Regions from separate parts of the Mus musculus genome. Here regions 1, 2 and 4 are each linked to region 3. The links are chromatin contacts, called in public HiCAR-type, HiChIP or PLAC-seq and promoter capture Hi-C maps. All regions are on one chromosome and are shown on one strand. Each heading gives the region's core, a stretch centred on a gene start, on an enhancer-like site or on the middle of the called end of the contact. The rest is flanking DNA. Distances are from core to core; before and after follow the strand shown.

The links. Promoter capture Hi-C pulls out the DNA fragments that hold promoters and counts their contacts. HiCAR-type assays count read pairs that join an accessible place to other places. HiChIP or PLAC-seq counts read pairs in DNA pulled down with a chosen protein or histone mark.
Region 1: a HiCAR-type map of astrocytes shows a contact between it and region 3, with 4 times the contacts expected there. The contact joins the enhancer-like site here to the promoter of Rsu1 in region 3. A contact is called at or near these places in 2 of 39 promoter capture datasets (hippocampal neurons and pre-B cells), 1 of 484 Hi-C or Micro-C datasets (B cells), 3 of 115 datasets of contacts at active chromatin or transcription factors (astrocytes, forebrain and large pre-B cells) and 1 of 9 other capture datasets (liver).
Region 2: a promoter capture Hi-C map of embryonic stem cells shows a contact between it and region 3, with 2.6 times the contacts expected there. The contact joins the promoter of Il15ra here to the promoter of Rsu1 in region 3. A contact is called at or near these places in 1 of 39 promoter capture datasets (embryonic stem cells), 1 of 115 datasets of contacts at active chromatin or transcription factors (astrocytes) and 1 of 9 other capture datasets (liver).
Region 4: a contact with region 3 is called in an H3K27ac HiChIP or PLAC-seq map of embryonic stem cells, with 5 times the contacts expected there. The contact joins the promoter of Cacnb2 here to the promoter of Rsu1 in region 3. A contact is called at or near these places in 1 of 39 promoter capture datasets (pre-B cells), 2 of 484 Hi-C or Micro-C datasets (bone marrow-derived macrophages and embryonic stem cells), 5 of 115 datasets of contacts at active chromatin or transcription factors (astrocytes, embryonic forebrain, embryonic stem cells and 2 more) and 3 of 9 other capture datasets (adipose tissue, embryonic stem cells and liver).

Annotation. Positions count from the first base shown.
Region 1 is chr2:14,639,629-14,642,997 of GRCm38.p6, forward strand. The region is part of intron 2 of Cacnb2 (calcium channel, voltage-dependent, beta 2 subunit); the gene reads left to right. Among named protein-coding and RNA genes, the nearest start is that of Gm32741, 37 kb to the left of the region's middle. Within about 2 kb of position 1,598, at least 30 of the 459 cell types and tissues checked have an H3K27ac peak or open chromatin away from gene starts, as enhancers often do. A contact at or near this core is called in astrocytes and forebrain, where this site is marked.
Region 2 is chr2:11,704,280-11,707,625 of GRCm38.p6, forward strand. It overlaps Il15ra (interleukin 15 receptor, alpha chain), which reads left to right and starts at 1,433. Exons shown (of 7, transcript NM_008358.2): 1 at 1,433-1,665. The coding sequence starts at 1,569.
Region 3 is chr2:13,269,839-13,273,118 of GRCm38.p6, forward strand. It overlaps Rsu1 (Ras suppressor protein 1), which reads right to left and starts at 1,577. Exons shown (of 9, transcript NM_009105.4): 1 at 1,362-1,577; 2 at 1,073-1,184. The coding sequence starts at 1,181. It overlaps Gm13270 (a long non-coding RNA gene), which reads left to right and starts at 1,739. Exons shown (of 3, transcript XR_865976.2): 1 at 1,739-1,874.
Region 4 is chr2:14,602,498-14,605,794 of GRCm38.p6, forward strand. Cacnb2 (calcium channel, voltage-dependent, beta 2 subunit) reads left to right here and starts at 1,809. Exons shown (of 14, transcript NM_023116.4): 1 at 1,809-2,061. The coding sequence starts at 1,954. Gm32741 (a long non-coding RNA gene) reads right to left here and starts at 2,088. Exons shown (of 4, transcript XR_374017.4): 1 at 1,079-2,088; 2 at 648-720.

The DNA.
Region 1 (3,369 bases), core at 348-2,847, 1.4 Mb after region 3:
TGCTCATTATGATTCCTGATTTTGTTTATGTGTCATCTCTCTGTGTATGTGTTTTTCTTGATTTTCTTTCTTTTGTTTTTTGCTTGTTTGTTTTTGGTCTGGTTGGTTTGTTTCTTGCTCTCTTTTGTTTTGGTTTCTCCTGTTTGTCTTCTAAAAAAAGGGAAAGAAGGCACAGAGTTCAGTTGGTGGGGAGATGGGGAGGATCTGAAGAAGATGAGGGAAGGGAAGCCATGATCAGAATAAATTGAATAAAAAAAAACGTAAAAAGTAAATACCAATCCTGTTTTGAGGGTGGTTATACCTTTCAAATGGAGGGTCCATCAAACTCCGATAAGTGAAACCCAAATATGTACTGTGCTTTCATTGCGCTCAGTACTGACATTTAAGGCTCACCTGATGTTGCCATGGGGATGCAGACACGTAGAAGAAGCCATGTGCTTGAAACTCTGGAGCCTTTGAAGTCCAGGGAAGAGGTGTTAGATATGCCTAGTAATGAATTCTCGGGGGAGCCTGGAATGTTTCAGACATGAAATTTTGCAGGTATAGAAGTGACTAAAATATAAACCGGGAGCTGAATATCAATAGAGCTCCTGTGTTTCTCTTTGTAAAGAGAGAGGGACAGAGAGTAGGACTTCCAAGTAGGTACTATGTTGCTGTGGATCAGTTGCACAAATAGTTCCTTTTATTTGTGCCTTTCTGTAGAGATGACTTTGGGCAATGGAGTGGCACTAAGCACTTTCATTGAAATTCTACTTTTTATTTTGTTTGAACATGATATAAAAATATAACAATTATCTGGAGGAGCCTAGGGAAAATAAATCATATAAATGGCAAGAATAGTGTATGGGAAATTGTAGTAAATTGATGTGTATCCTAAGATCCTGACTTAGGGCTCTCTGTGCCCCATGGATGGAGAAAGTGAGCACACCCCTCCAGGAGGGCAGAGTCCCTGGCCAGACTGGTCCTCTTCCTCCCTGCCTCCCACCCTACCACCGCTTTCTTTCTACTTATTCTGGAACCCAGCCAGTCATTGGCATTAAATACGGCAATTTTTATGCTCATATTTGATTTAACTTTAGAATCAAGTCACTCCAAATACACCACACACAGAAATTTATTTCTACTCGTGAAATTTTTGTGTAAAGATACTGGCTCCCAGTAGATTTTAAAGATTAAATTCAGGGTTGTTTTTTGTTTGTTCGGTTTTGTTTGTTTGTTTTGCCAGTTATTTTAGTCTGGCAGTGCATTATTTTTTAATCTGGGACACCTGCACACAGGTTACTTCTTTTTGCTTATTAATAAACACATGTGTATATTTTATTTTCAATCCATTTAACCTGGAAGAATGAGTTTAAAACTCAGTTCAGAGAAGCAAGCTCCTGCCAAATTTCCTCCTCAATTAACTTTCCTCTGACTCACAGAATTTCCTGAAAACACATTTGCCTTCTACTTAGAAAAGGTGTTGTTCTTCATGAGGTTGATATAGATGCAGCTTTCAAAAGAGACATATCCCAAAGATTCCATCCGATGCTTGTGTGTGCAAGTTGGCATAGCTACGGGTCTGCTTCCTCTGCTGGCTGGAGCTGTGGCTATTTATAGCTTCTTTTCTTGGCTTCCAAGTGAGCATATCAGTGAGTATTTATTCAAGGGAGAATTCTGAGGCCATATAAGACTGTAGTTTAGAAACCTAGTGGCCTCTTTTGCCTTCACTCACTGGATAGAGAAGAATGGTCTCCTATTGGCCAGTGTAGAAATGTAGAAGGATGCAGTGAATGATGAGACTTCTCACTCTAACCTCCAGATATCCCCAGGACACGTGAATGAGAACTGGAGTCATCTGCAGGGGAAGTAAACTTGTAGAAGCTGGAGCAGAGGGAATGCATTCCTAAATGAAATGAAGAACTAGCTGAAATCTTCAGTCCCTTTGAGTTGTGAGCAATACCTTGTGCTGTTGTTGTTGATATCAGAGGCAAAGTGCATGCACCCCTCAGGGCCAGTGAGCACCCATCATGCTGCCAGGCCTGGCAGAACGAGGTCATGGGAAACAGAATGTGGATCACAGAGAGAGCACTGGCTTGTTTTCTTTGCCACAAGCGATGTGAATGAGGGTCCTCTCCCTCATCTTCCATGCCATTCTCTGCAAAATGAGAAATTAAATCACTTGTAAATATCTGGCCCAGAGCCAATGCCAGTCACATTAGGAGAAGTCCGTGGAGAAGGTAAAGGTGAAGGAATACTAGCTAGCTTTCTCTGAGAATCCATTGCTTGTGCTTTTAGCCAAAAATGAAAGCAGACGGCCAGGTGTAGCTTTGAAATCCATTTTCATTTCCATCTTCCCCTGATCCTGCCTTTTTGTGCCCACTGACCCACAGTCACCTTCCCCTTGAAATTCTTCATCTGAGAGATTGATGAAAATGATCCTTTCCAATCCCCCTCCTCTCACAAAACTTCCATCCTCCCTGACAAGGGGAGGTAAGGCAAGGCTGACAGTTTAAAGACAGCCTCCCAAATTAATACTCTATTTTTTGTCCAATATTTTTTATTCACTATACTTCCCAATCACAGTCCCCGCTCCCTCCTCTCCTTCCAGTCTCTCCCTTACAATCTTCCTCCCATTGCCTCCTCACCTTCTCCCCAGAGAAGAACATTTCCCGCCACCAATACCAACCCACCATGGGACATCTAGTTAATATTCTTACTACTCTTTGTAGTGAGTAAACAGAAGGCTAGAGTCTCAGGTAACCTGCCCAGCCTTTTTCATACTTGGTCCCAAGGTTTGGCCTTGAGAGATAGTGACATACTCCCTGCAGTCTTCCTGAGGTTTAAAAGAAGGACCTTCTTGGAGTTCTGGCATTTCAGATAAACTTCAAATAGCAGCGGAACAAATGGAATCCCAAGAAGTGCTGTGAATGCTGAAGGCATCCTAGCTCTCTGCTCTGAGATGTAGGCATTAACTGTAGTGTCCAAGGCATGTCTTCAGAGGAATGATAGTCTGGGGGGGGGCTCCCTTTTCCCTGACCGCCTCTGAGCAGGTAGTGGCCTACTTCATTGGCTCATTTATATCTAGGGTGCTTGTTCATAAATATTATTTTTCTACTGTGTTAGTGGAAGAAACCCAGGGTCTCAGATATCTTCATGGACACTTCAGCCACCGAACTCCTTTGCTAAATTGTTGGTTGGTTTTTTAGTAGCTTATAAGAGGTTTAAACACTCAGATGAAATTTTATAATGGTTGGAGGGTTGATAGTGGAGTTGGATTGGTAAGGCACTTCCCTAGCTCTGCATCAGCTGGGCATGGTGGCACATGCCAATAACCCTAGCACTCATAGGATAGATGAAGGATGATCAGGAAGTTTAAGGTCATTCTTG
Region 2 (3,346 bases), core at 183-2,682, 1.6 Mb before region 3:
AATTATGGACAGTGATGAGCACCATGTGAGTGTTGGAACCCAGTACCTTTGGAAGAGCATACAGTTCTCTCTCTCTCTCTCTCTCTCTCTCTCTCTCTCTCTCTCTCTCTCTCTCTCCATCCAGTACTCTTAACCGCTGAGCTATCTCTCCAGGTTTTTCATTGACTATAAGAGACTGGAATATGTGGTTTCTGATCCTCTCTCTGAATTTTTATTGTGTGTATTTCATATTTATTGTGCCAATCTTAAGACTCTTTAGGGAAGAGGGTCAAGTATAGAGCTCACTGTTGTCCACCATGCCTAGGGGATGGGTGACTTCAATCACACGTCATTCCATTCTTTCCAAACAGAATCAGCATGCGTTCTCTCAGTAGCTTCATTATGGTGCCAGATTGTATTTAGGGACCTATAGACTGAAAGGCAGGCGTGTCTGTCTTCTTACGCCACATCTACATATTTAAGGGCGTTTCTGACTGAGCACTCATGTCCGTCTGTCCCCCCACCCCTTCCCCAGATCTGGTCCTCCACAGTATGGGACTTAAAATTCCAGTAAAGTTTTTTTTGTTTGTTTGTTTTTTGTTTTTAATTAATCCACACACTTAGAAGGGGATGTCTTTCTTAGACTCTGAAGAGTTGTGTATTGACTAAAGAAATTATATGTGAGGTACAAAGATGAATAATGTACCTTCCTTCTTTCTTCCTCCTCCTCTTCCTTTCCTCTTCTTCTCTCCCCTCCCCCTCTCCTCCCTCCTCTTTCTCCTCTTCTCCTTTTCCTTCTCTATATCTTTTTCTCTCCCCCTCTTCCTCTTCCCTGTCTTTCCTCCTTTTTCTATTCTTTCCCCTCCCTCTCCTCTTCACCCCTTCTTCCATTTCAAACACTTGGCACTTTCTTGAGTTGGAAAGGTACAGCCGGAAGAAGGCAAAGTGTCCAAGGCCTGGCCACTGCCAGCACCACTGCAGGCAGGCAGCCAGGAGCAGCTGTGTGGAAGCCAGGAGCAGCTTGGAGCCCGAGTGCACCAGGAAAGTGACCCGGGTGTAGAATCGTCCGCCCAGAACTTCCCGTTGGCTGCACTGGGGCGACACCTATGCAGTCGCCCAAGGACACAGAGCACGGACAGTCAAGCTCAGGGCTACTTAGAGGGAAACTCTGAAAGTTGAAATCTGAAGGTCAGCAGCCAGGACAGATGACAAGTGAACAAGGCTGAAGTCAGGTGTGGGCGCAGAGTGGATTCAAAGGAGTTTGCCTCTGCAGGGAAGACAGCATTAAGGAATGAAAAGGGAGATCGCCGGCTTCTACGGGTGAGGGCCCCCGCGCGCGCTTCGGGGGACAGGAGCAGCCCAACTGGGGAGGGGGCGTCACTGCAGGCTGCCGGGGCTTCTTCCAAAGCAGGGGTGGGGATGCTGAGTCACAGATCTGTCACCACTTCGCACCTCTCTGCAATCCGGGGGCTAAAGCAAAAGCGAAAGCGAATACTCCTTAGCAGCGGTCTGGTCCTGGAGCTGAGCTCGCCACCTCCCAGGGACCCCAGCCTTGCGTCCCGTTGGGTCACTGCTGGGGACAATTGGCCATGGCCTCGCCGCAGCTCCGGGGCTATGGAGTCCAGGCCATTCCTGTGTTGCTGCTGCTGCTGTTGCTACTGTTGCTCCCGCTGAGGGTGACGCCGGGTAGGGAGCATCATGCGCCGGAACAGGGGAGCAGAGGGGGACCCCAACGCCCAGCTGAACTTGATTCGTGTGTGTGTGTGTGTGTGGGGGTCACATCTTCTGGGAACTGAGCCAGGAGTCCAGCTGAGAGGATCGCAGTGGGTCTGGGGGTGATGGAGGGAGCTGGGTGGGGGTGGGGGGACACGTGGAGGGAGCCTGGGAGAGCGCAGATAAGAGAGTGGCCCCTTGCCCTGCTCTAGACTGGCTCCCGGACCATACGTGCAAGGGAGTTGAGCGATCCCACCGGCGTTTCGGCGACTTAGGGAGAGCAGGTCTGACAAGTTCGATAAGACTTAAAGAACTTAGAGAAATGTGTGAGTGTGCCTCTGCCAGCCCACCTGGCGCAGCTGTGGGGTGTCGCGCCTGTGGGGTTCCAGGAGGGGCTTGAGGAAAAACCACCCTTCATGACTTTCAGGTCAAAGTAAATTAGATGGAAGGCACTGGGCAAAGTACTGCGCTCCGCGGGAGGAAAAACAAAACAAAACAAACAAACAAACAAACAAAAACCACGTGTGGAGCAGGCAGGTTGCGCATCTGAACGCTACAAAACAGGTCCAGGTTCTCAAGCGCACTGGCAACTTGGGGCCCGGACGATTGGAGAGGAGGAGAGACTGTTTTCCCATGGAAGAAGGGGTGTCACATGTTCCAGAATGTGTCGTCTAGATCTAATCTCGGGAAGAATGAATTGAGACTCCTAGTTTTGTTCCAATAGGTCTAGAAGGAAAGAGCGAGAACAGTTGGGTCTAGCAACGTCCGGACCCAGGATGTCGCATCTTTTTATAAACATGAAATTCTTCAGAGTCTGTTAAAAAAATCTACGTACTCCCTGCACAGAAATGTGTGTGAAAGCACATGCTTGCAAATGTGCACAGGATTTGGGGACCGAGGACAATGACGTCATCCATGGACTTTCCTGCAAGTTAGCAATTCCTTAGCCCTGAGTGTGTTTTAAAGCAAGATTTCCCAGTGATGGGCGTCTGACTCAGTCTCCTTGGAACTTGGTCATAGTTATCCCACACAGACTTGAGCCTGGGGTTGGCTCTGTAGGGGTGTTACGGGGCTTCATTTATTCTTGGGTCCCCACCCTCCATCTGTAAAGCTGGAGTGTGTTGGTAAATTCCTCTTAACTGGATAGCAAAGAATGGTCCTGAGATTTCAGAAATAGCCTGCAGATATTCCAAATAGTCTGAAAGTGAATGTGGTTTCAGTCCAGCTCAGCTTAGAGGAAGCACCTCCTTGCCTAAAGTTCGGGCTCCACTGGTGCCATCAACTGGCACCTGAATCTTGGTTTTAAGAACAGCCTTATTGGGTCATAACTGACTCCAGGAAAACTGCAAATATTTAAGTTGTATGTTTCTTTGTGTTTCAGGATGAAAGTTACACTCTTGAAACTATCACCAAACCAAAGCAGGGTTACACCCATAACTAAGAAGTTCCCTGTGTCCTCCAAAATTCTTATCTCCTGCTCAACTCAGCAACAATTTAACTTTTTTTCCTTTGGATTTGTTGCACTTTCTAGTATTTTCTATAAGTGGAGTTATAAAGCACGCTACTCTTTCTTGTGTGGCTTATTTAGCTCAATCATTATTCTTTGTTCATGTTGTAATTGCATCAACAGTGAACTAGCACCCAGTGTAATGGA
Region 3 (3,280 bases), core at 327-2,826:
CCTTGTAGAAAGGTGGGTTCACACAGGAAGATAGAAAGAGAACGTTTTTCATAGGCTATGATGTCTGAGCTGACTCTTGGCAGTTAAGTTAAGGGACGTCAGGTGGAAAGGCATATAGATAAGGAGACAACAGACTTGCAAGTCAGGAAGATCTGGCTGCTCAGGGTCACTCAGTGGAGCTTATTCAACATCGCTTGGAATGAATGCATGGAAGGGATCGGTTTATGATCAGAATCAGACCTTGTATGTCCCGCTGAGGAATGTGGGGGTACCACTCTCAACAGTTAAGCTCTCAGAGGATCCAAATGAAGTCACAGGAACCTACAGAAGCGTGGTGACTTACTTAAAAAGTGTTTTCAAAGACCAGAATTAGTTTGCAGAATTTAAAGATCATGAAAAAGTGGACACTAGAATTCTCAACACAAAATCTGGCGATAGTGATGCAGCATTTACACATGGGGATAACCGTCTCCATGTGGAGAAGAGGAGATGCCCATGAGAAGGGCACAGGCAATGGAGTTTATGACCATTCCCACTTGTACTGAGTTCCCTGTCTGGTTTTACAGATGAGAAAAAAACAATAAAGTAAGAGTCATATAAGTTCACAGCTGAAAGCAACACCCTGATTAAACGGGTGCTGAGCTTGGATCACAAGATTGAGCAATGCCTGAACACAAATGGGAGAATGACCCAGGAATACGTAATGAAGGAAAATGTTGAAAATACTACTGGCACAAGAATTCTTACTATGCATGTAATTTTTGAGTACCACCAGCTCATGATTCATAGAGTAAAACGTGACTTCCAAATTACAAACAAAAATGGCTACTTGGGACACTACATGGAAGATGGACTTCAAAGCTATGAAGCTCCCTCACCCGCTGAGAAGGAACTGCAGCACACCTCGTGTGACGTTCTCATCTGGTTCACCAGTCCCAGCAGAACTAACTGTGGTTTGCAAGCTCCTGACAAGTGACCAAGTGACGAGCAAAGGTGGAATGGCAGGCTTCCGAAACTCGCCTCCCAAGAGAGCAGTTACTTACAAACTTAGCAACTGTCCAAGAGAACTTACACAAGCCGTTGACATCCAACATACTGGAGATACCCCTGTCACTCATGTCCACTTCCGGCTGGTTCTTCTCCCTGCTCTCCTCCACCAGCTTCTTCAGTGACTTGGACATGTTCTGTAGCAAAGGACAACAAAGCACGTGGATGATGGCAAAAATGGGAGCCTGGGGGTTGTGGGGCAGGTTAAGGCAGGAAAGGAGCAGAGGCCCAGGCTGAATTCTCCAGGGCTGCCTAGGGGAGAATGGGTATCACCATGGAGTCCTTAATGGAGGACTTGGACCCCGCACACTCACCGCAGCGAGCAACACCTGGTGGGTGTGATTAGGGACCTGCAAGGGAAACTCGGGTGGAGAGCGATGAACTGGATCAGCCGAAAACAGGATCCCGCAGCAGGAACACACCCTGTCCCAGCGATCGCGCAGGCGCACACAAAATCCGGCCAACCCCACGCCCCTCCCGGCCTGACACTTCCCAAATTAGGAGAACTGTTTCCCAGCTGTGGCTCCAGGCGAGGCTCTGCCCACTGAAGAAAGTGGACCCCGAGGCGGACCAATCGTACACGTTTTAGTCTCAGAGACTCCGCCCTACGCTGAGGAACGCCCATCTTCTTGAGTTTGGAACTTGAATTGGACTCAGCAAGTGCATGTGATCTAGATTCTGCGCATGCTCAGTAAGCTAGCTGAAGGACAAAGTTCTGTGGGCGGAAGCAGGGGATTCTAAGCTGGTCGCTGGTACCGAGGTAGACTCTTAGAATGCAGCTTGTGTTGAGGGATTTGGAGTTCCGTCCTGAGAAATCCACAAGTCAGGTACTCTCTTTTGTCCTGCGTCTTTCGTTGCCGGTCCCCTCCCACGGAGAGTTGTTACCGTGAGTCCCTCGTGTGCCCCTGGCTGTCGCAGACCTGGTGGAGGTATGAGGTCTGGATTATGGTAAAGATTCTGAAGACAAAGATTCCGCCCGAAACTTATGTCCTCAGCTGGTAACTCACAGGTTTCTGTATCTAACTGTTTTGCTCCGTTCCTTTTGGTCTTGGGAACTGGAATCTATCTCCCTTAGGGTTAGATGCTAACAGTAAACCACGACTATGTCAGAAGTCTGAGTTGGTGTTTACACCCATGAACCGTGAAATCTTGGCTCTTAGAACTCTCCCACTTTCTTCAAATAGAATGGATGGATAGATAGATAGATAGATAGATAGATAGATAGATAGATAAACTTTCTGCTGACCCTCTGGGTTCTACCTCCTAATGACTAGATCTTGATGACCCAGTAAAAAACTTAATCTTAGTGACAATTTCACACTATTAAATAGGAAATCATTCCAGAATTATTCCTCTGGCATTAGGTACATGACAGATAAGCAGTCAGACAGACGTGCAGAAGTTTAGACACACATATATAAGCAATGAGCCAAGCAGGTACTAGAAAAAGATTCGGCACTTTGAATTTGAAAGCAGAAATTTCTCCTTAAACACACTTCAGATGAAACGATGATACTTGCAATGCAGGCAACTTGCATTGTCCAGGCCTCATCACTTTTTTTTTTTTTTTTTTTTTTGGTTTTTCGAGACAGGGTTTCTCTGTATAGTCCTGGCTGTCCTGGAACTCACTCTGTAGACCAGGCTGGCCTCGAACTCAGAAATCCGCCTGCTTCTGCCTCCCAAGTGCTGGGATTAAAGGCATGTGCCACCACGCCCGGCTTGCCTCATCACTTCTTAAGCTAGACATTTGCTGAGAGCACTGATCTAGCACAGTCTCATACAAGCTGTGGATGCAGTTTCAGTTTCTGTGAGCCCTCTAAGCCCAAAGCATCAATATTTATTAGTGCTTTTTGAAAGGTTACTGATAGTTTTTCTCTGGCTGTTTCTGATGGAGATAGTTTTACTATATAAGTTTAAAGCATCATTTAGGGCTGGTGTAACAAAACGCCATAATTCTGAAGGCTGGAAGCCCAAAGTCAAATGCAGGAAGATTTGATGTCTTCTACCCCTACCCTGCCCCCTTAGCCTGGAGACTGCCGCCTTTCTTTGCACCCTCACATTACTTTCCCTCACCCCAGTTCAGTTCATCCTCCACGCAGCTATGATGACCACAGCAGATCTCTTGCATCATGACCTTCCCTTCTTCCTCTAATGGATATTTCTTTTTCTCAGCAGCTCTAAAGACAATAAGTTTAACCTTACCTCTGTTTGCTAAGTCAGTTTGTTTCAACAG
Region 4 (3,297 bases), core at 559-3,058, 1.3 Mb after region 3:
CCTATACTGGGGCATAGAACCTTCACAGGACCAAGGGCCTCTCCTCCTATTGATGACTGACTAGGCCATCCTCAATTACATATGCAGCTAGAGCCATGAGTCCCACCATGTGTTTTCGTTGGTTGGTGGTTTAGTCCCAAGGAGCTCTGGGGGTACTGGTTAGTTCATATTGTTGTTACTCCTATAGGGCTTCAAACCCCTTCAGCTCCTTGGGTTCTTTCTTTAGCTCCTTCTTTGGGAACCCTGTGCTCTGTCCCATGGTTGGTTGTGAGCATCCACTTCTGTATTTGTCAGGCACTGGCAGAGCTGCTCAGGAGACAGCTTTATCAAGCTCCTGTCAGAGGTCACCCCCTCCCCCAGGTAAAAAAAGGAAGCTAATACTTAGGTCTTAGTTAACATTAGTAACATGTAATCCAAATGGCAATAAGACTGAAGATTTGGAAAACCAACGGCACTTTGTATATGCTTAAATCTTTAAACATACCGAGATCTGTTTTTTTTTTTTTCCTTCCTTTAAAAACAAAAACAAAAAAATTCTGGCTCAATCCAGTGTATGGTAGACATCTGCTTAATGAAAACAGCTCAGTTTAAGAAGAACACGGTACTGTATTTCATCATCATAGTCAAACACAGTATACAAAGTTTACCTTAGTAAAAGGTCTCTGTGTGTATTTCAGCTTGCACAACTGTTATACTTTGTTTCTGCTCGGTGAGTGCTACCTAGAAAATTTGTATGTAGATTTTTTTTTCAGTGCAAGAAAGGTTGTCAAAGCAAAGCAGCGTCTTATGAGCAATACTAGAACGGAAAATAATTCCTTCTCCTCCTCCTCCTCCTCCTCCTCCTCCTCCTCCTCCTCCTCCTCCTCTCCCTCCTCTTCCTCCTCCCCACTCCTTCTTCTCCTTCTCATCGTCCCCCTCCTCCCCGTGCCCCTCTTCCCCTCCCCTCCTTTTAGTTTCTTTGTTTTTAATTGAAAGCTCACACAATGTACTCTGATCATGGTTCCCCTCCTCCATCTCCTCCCTACCTCTCCACCCATCCAACTACAAGCGAACCATTATTCCGGTTTTACCCTCTTACCAAGAATTTCGGGGTCCTTAAAAACCTGCTTATTTTTGTCTCAACGGTTACACTAAGACTTCTCAACTGCGGGGAGGGGGTGCGCTGGGGGCGGGAACGATATAGTCTGCTAGCAAAGACAAGCTCCTAGCAAAGACAACAAAAACAAAACAGGCCATCACAAACCAAAAAGCTAGGGCACAGGTGTAGTAGAACCAATTGTCAGGTCAGGACCATGTGGGAGGAAGTCTTAGTTCATCACTGGCACTTGTTTTCTGACTCCTCGAGTGCTTTCACTCATGCTTTTGCAGAAGTTCGGGGTCTGTCTGTAGCCTTTTTCGAATCATGGAGAGTTTCAGTTTAGGGTCTAACCCTGTGGATCTTTTTCCTCCTCTGGACTCCAGGAAGAGGAGGTGAACTGAGCAGCTGGGCCAGTTACCTCCCTAGGGAGCTGCGACTGGCTGGCTTTCGTGGCTTCGAAAACTTTCCAGCGCGAGTGCCACGGCGACGGGCCGCAGCTGAGTCGGAGCCCACGCGGCCCGCGCCTCCCGCGAAGAACTTTTCGGAGTGGCGGTGGTTTGTCACTCTCGCTTTCCGACGCGCCTCCCCCCTGGCTCGTGCTCCCGGAGCGCCCTCCTCCTGGCGGGGACCTTCCCTGGAGCCAGCCCGCCCAGCAGTCCCAGCCTCCGCCGCTCGCGGGCCCAGAAGCTCCAAAGAACTGGCGCCCCTCGCCCCGGCCACCCAGCCTCGTGCCTGCGCCACCGCCTAGTCTAGGCTTTGCAACATGCTTCAGCGGCGTCGCGCGCACTGAGAGCCTCCGATCCTGGGGCGAAGAGGAGCGGGGGACCCGGGTCGTGGAGGAGGGGACCCGCAGCCTTGGAGTCGACTTTTTGCCGATGGTCCAAAGCGACACGTCCAAGTCGCCTCCCGTAGCGGCGGTGGCGCAGGAGAGCCAGATGGAGCTGCTGGAGAGCGCGGCTCCCGCGGGGGCGCTCGGAGCACAGGTAGCCACTGCGCCGCGCCTTCTGCTGGCTTTGTGAGCCTCAGAGCCCCGACCTCAGTCCCTCCCGCTGCCTCCTCTCCCTCATCGCGAACCGCGCCTCCCCCTCCTGCTCCGGTCTCCTTCGCCACCTCCTCCCGCCCATCCCGGTGCTGCTGGGGGACCCTGCCCCTGCGCGCCTTCCACGGGCTCTGCTCCGGCTTCCATTTTTTTGTTTGTTTGTTTGGTTGGGTTTTTTTGTTTTGTTTTCTTTTGATTTTGCCCCCTTTGCTTTCTGAAAAGCCAGTGGGAAGGGGCGAGGACGACCTGCCGCTCCTCCCCGGCTTTTCCCGGGCCACGCCGCTTGGCTGTCCGCGCCCCTGCCCTGGAGAAGCACATGGAGAGCCATGGACCAGGCGAGTGGACTGGACCGGCTCAAGATCGTGAGTCCGGGCGGGCGGGAAAGGGATCCGCATCCTGCATCGCTGTTTCCGCCGCTGCCTCTGGTGGTCTCTATTGGGAGCTAGGCAGGGAGGTGAGGTGTTATGCAGGGGTCAAGGTGGGCGTGGATCCCCTTGCCTTCTCCCCGGAGAGCAGCCCCAACCCCCCTCAGCACCTGGGGCGCTGTGCCACCCAGACAGTTCAGCTAGCTGTCCTCTTTCCAGGGTTTGCCTGGACCCTTGTTTCTTTGCTGGAAGAAGAGAGCAGAGTGTTGTGGGTGAGAAAGTTTTTGTTTCTGTTTACCCCGAAATGGCATGCCATTCTAGCGGCTCCTGGGTTCCTTTCTCTGATGAGTATTAGCGGTTTCTGGAAAAATTCTGTCCTGCTGCTCATTGTGAAATAGGAGATGTCGGTTGTAGGCGTGGAGTGTGATAAGGTGGCTTTTACGTAAAGCCTTGGCAGGTACAGTTGGGATTCCAGACACCCCCAGATCTGGGCGGAAAGGAGTTCCTCAACTTTTATTCTTGGGGTAAAGCCTTCAAACCTGACACTTGAACTACTTGGAGAGTGCTGGGAAGAGGTTAGGGTGAATCCAGGAAGAATATTTCTCCTCTGCTTAATGGCTTTGGCTTGCTCATGTCAAGTCCATATTTGCCAGATGGTAAATTGTGATATTTGTATGAATAATAATACATAACATAAAATACACTGGGACGAGGTCTTACTGTGCAGTAGAGGGGTGGGAGTGAGGCGGTCCGAAAAAGGTCACAAATATGTTGCTGCCGCTCTGGTAGACAGCAACAGACAGCAGCATTTCTGT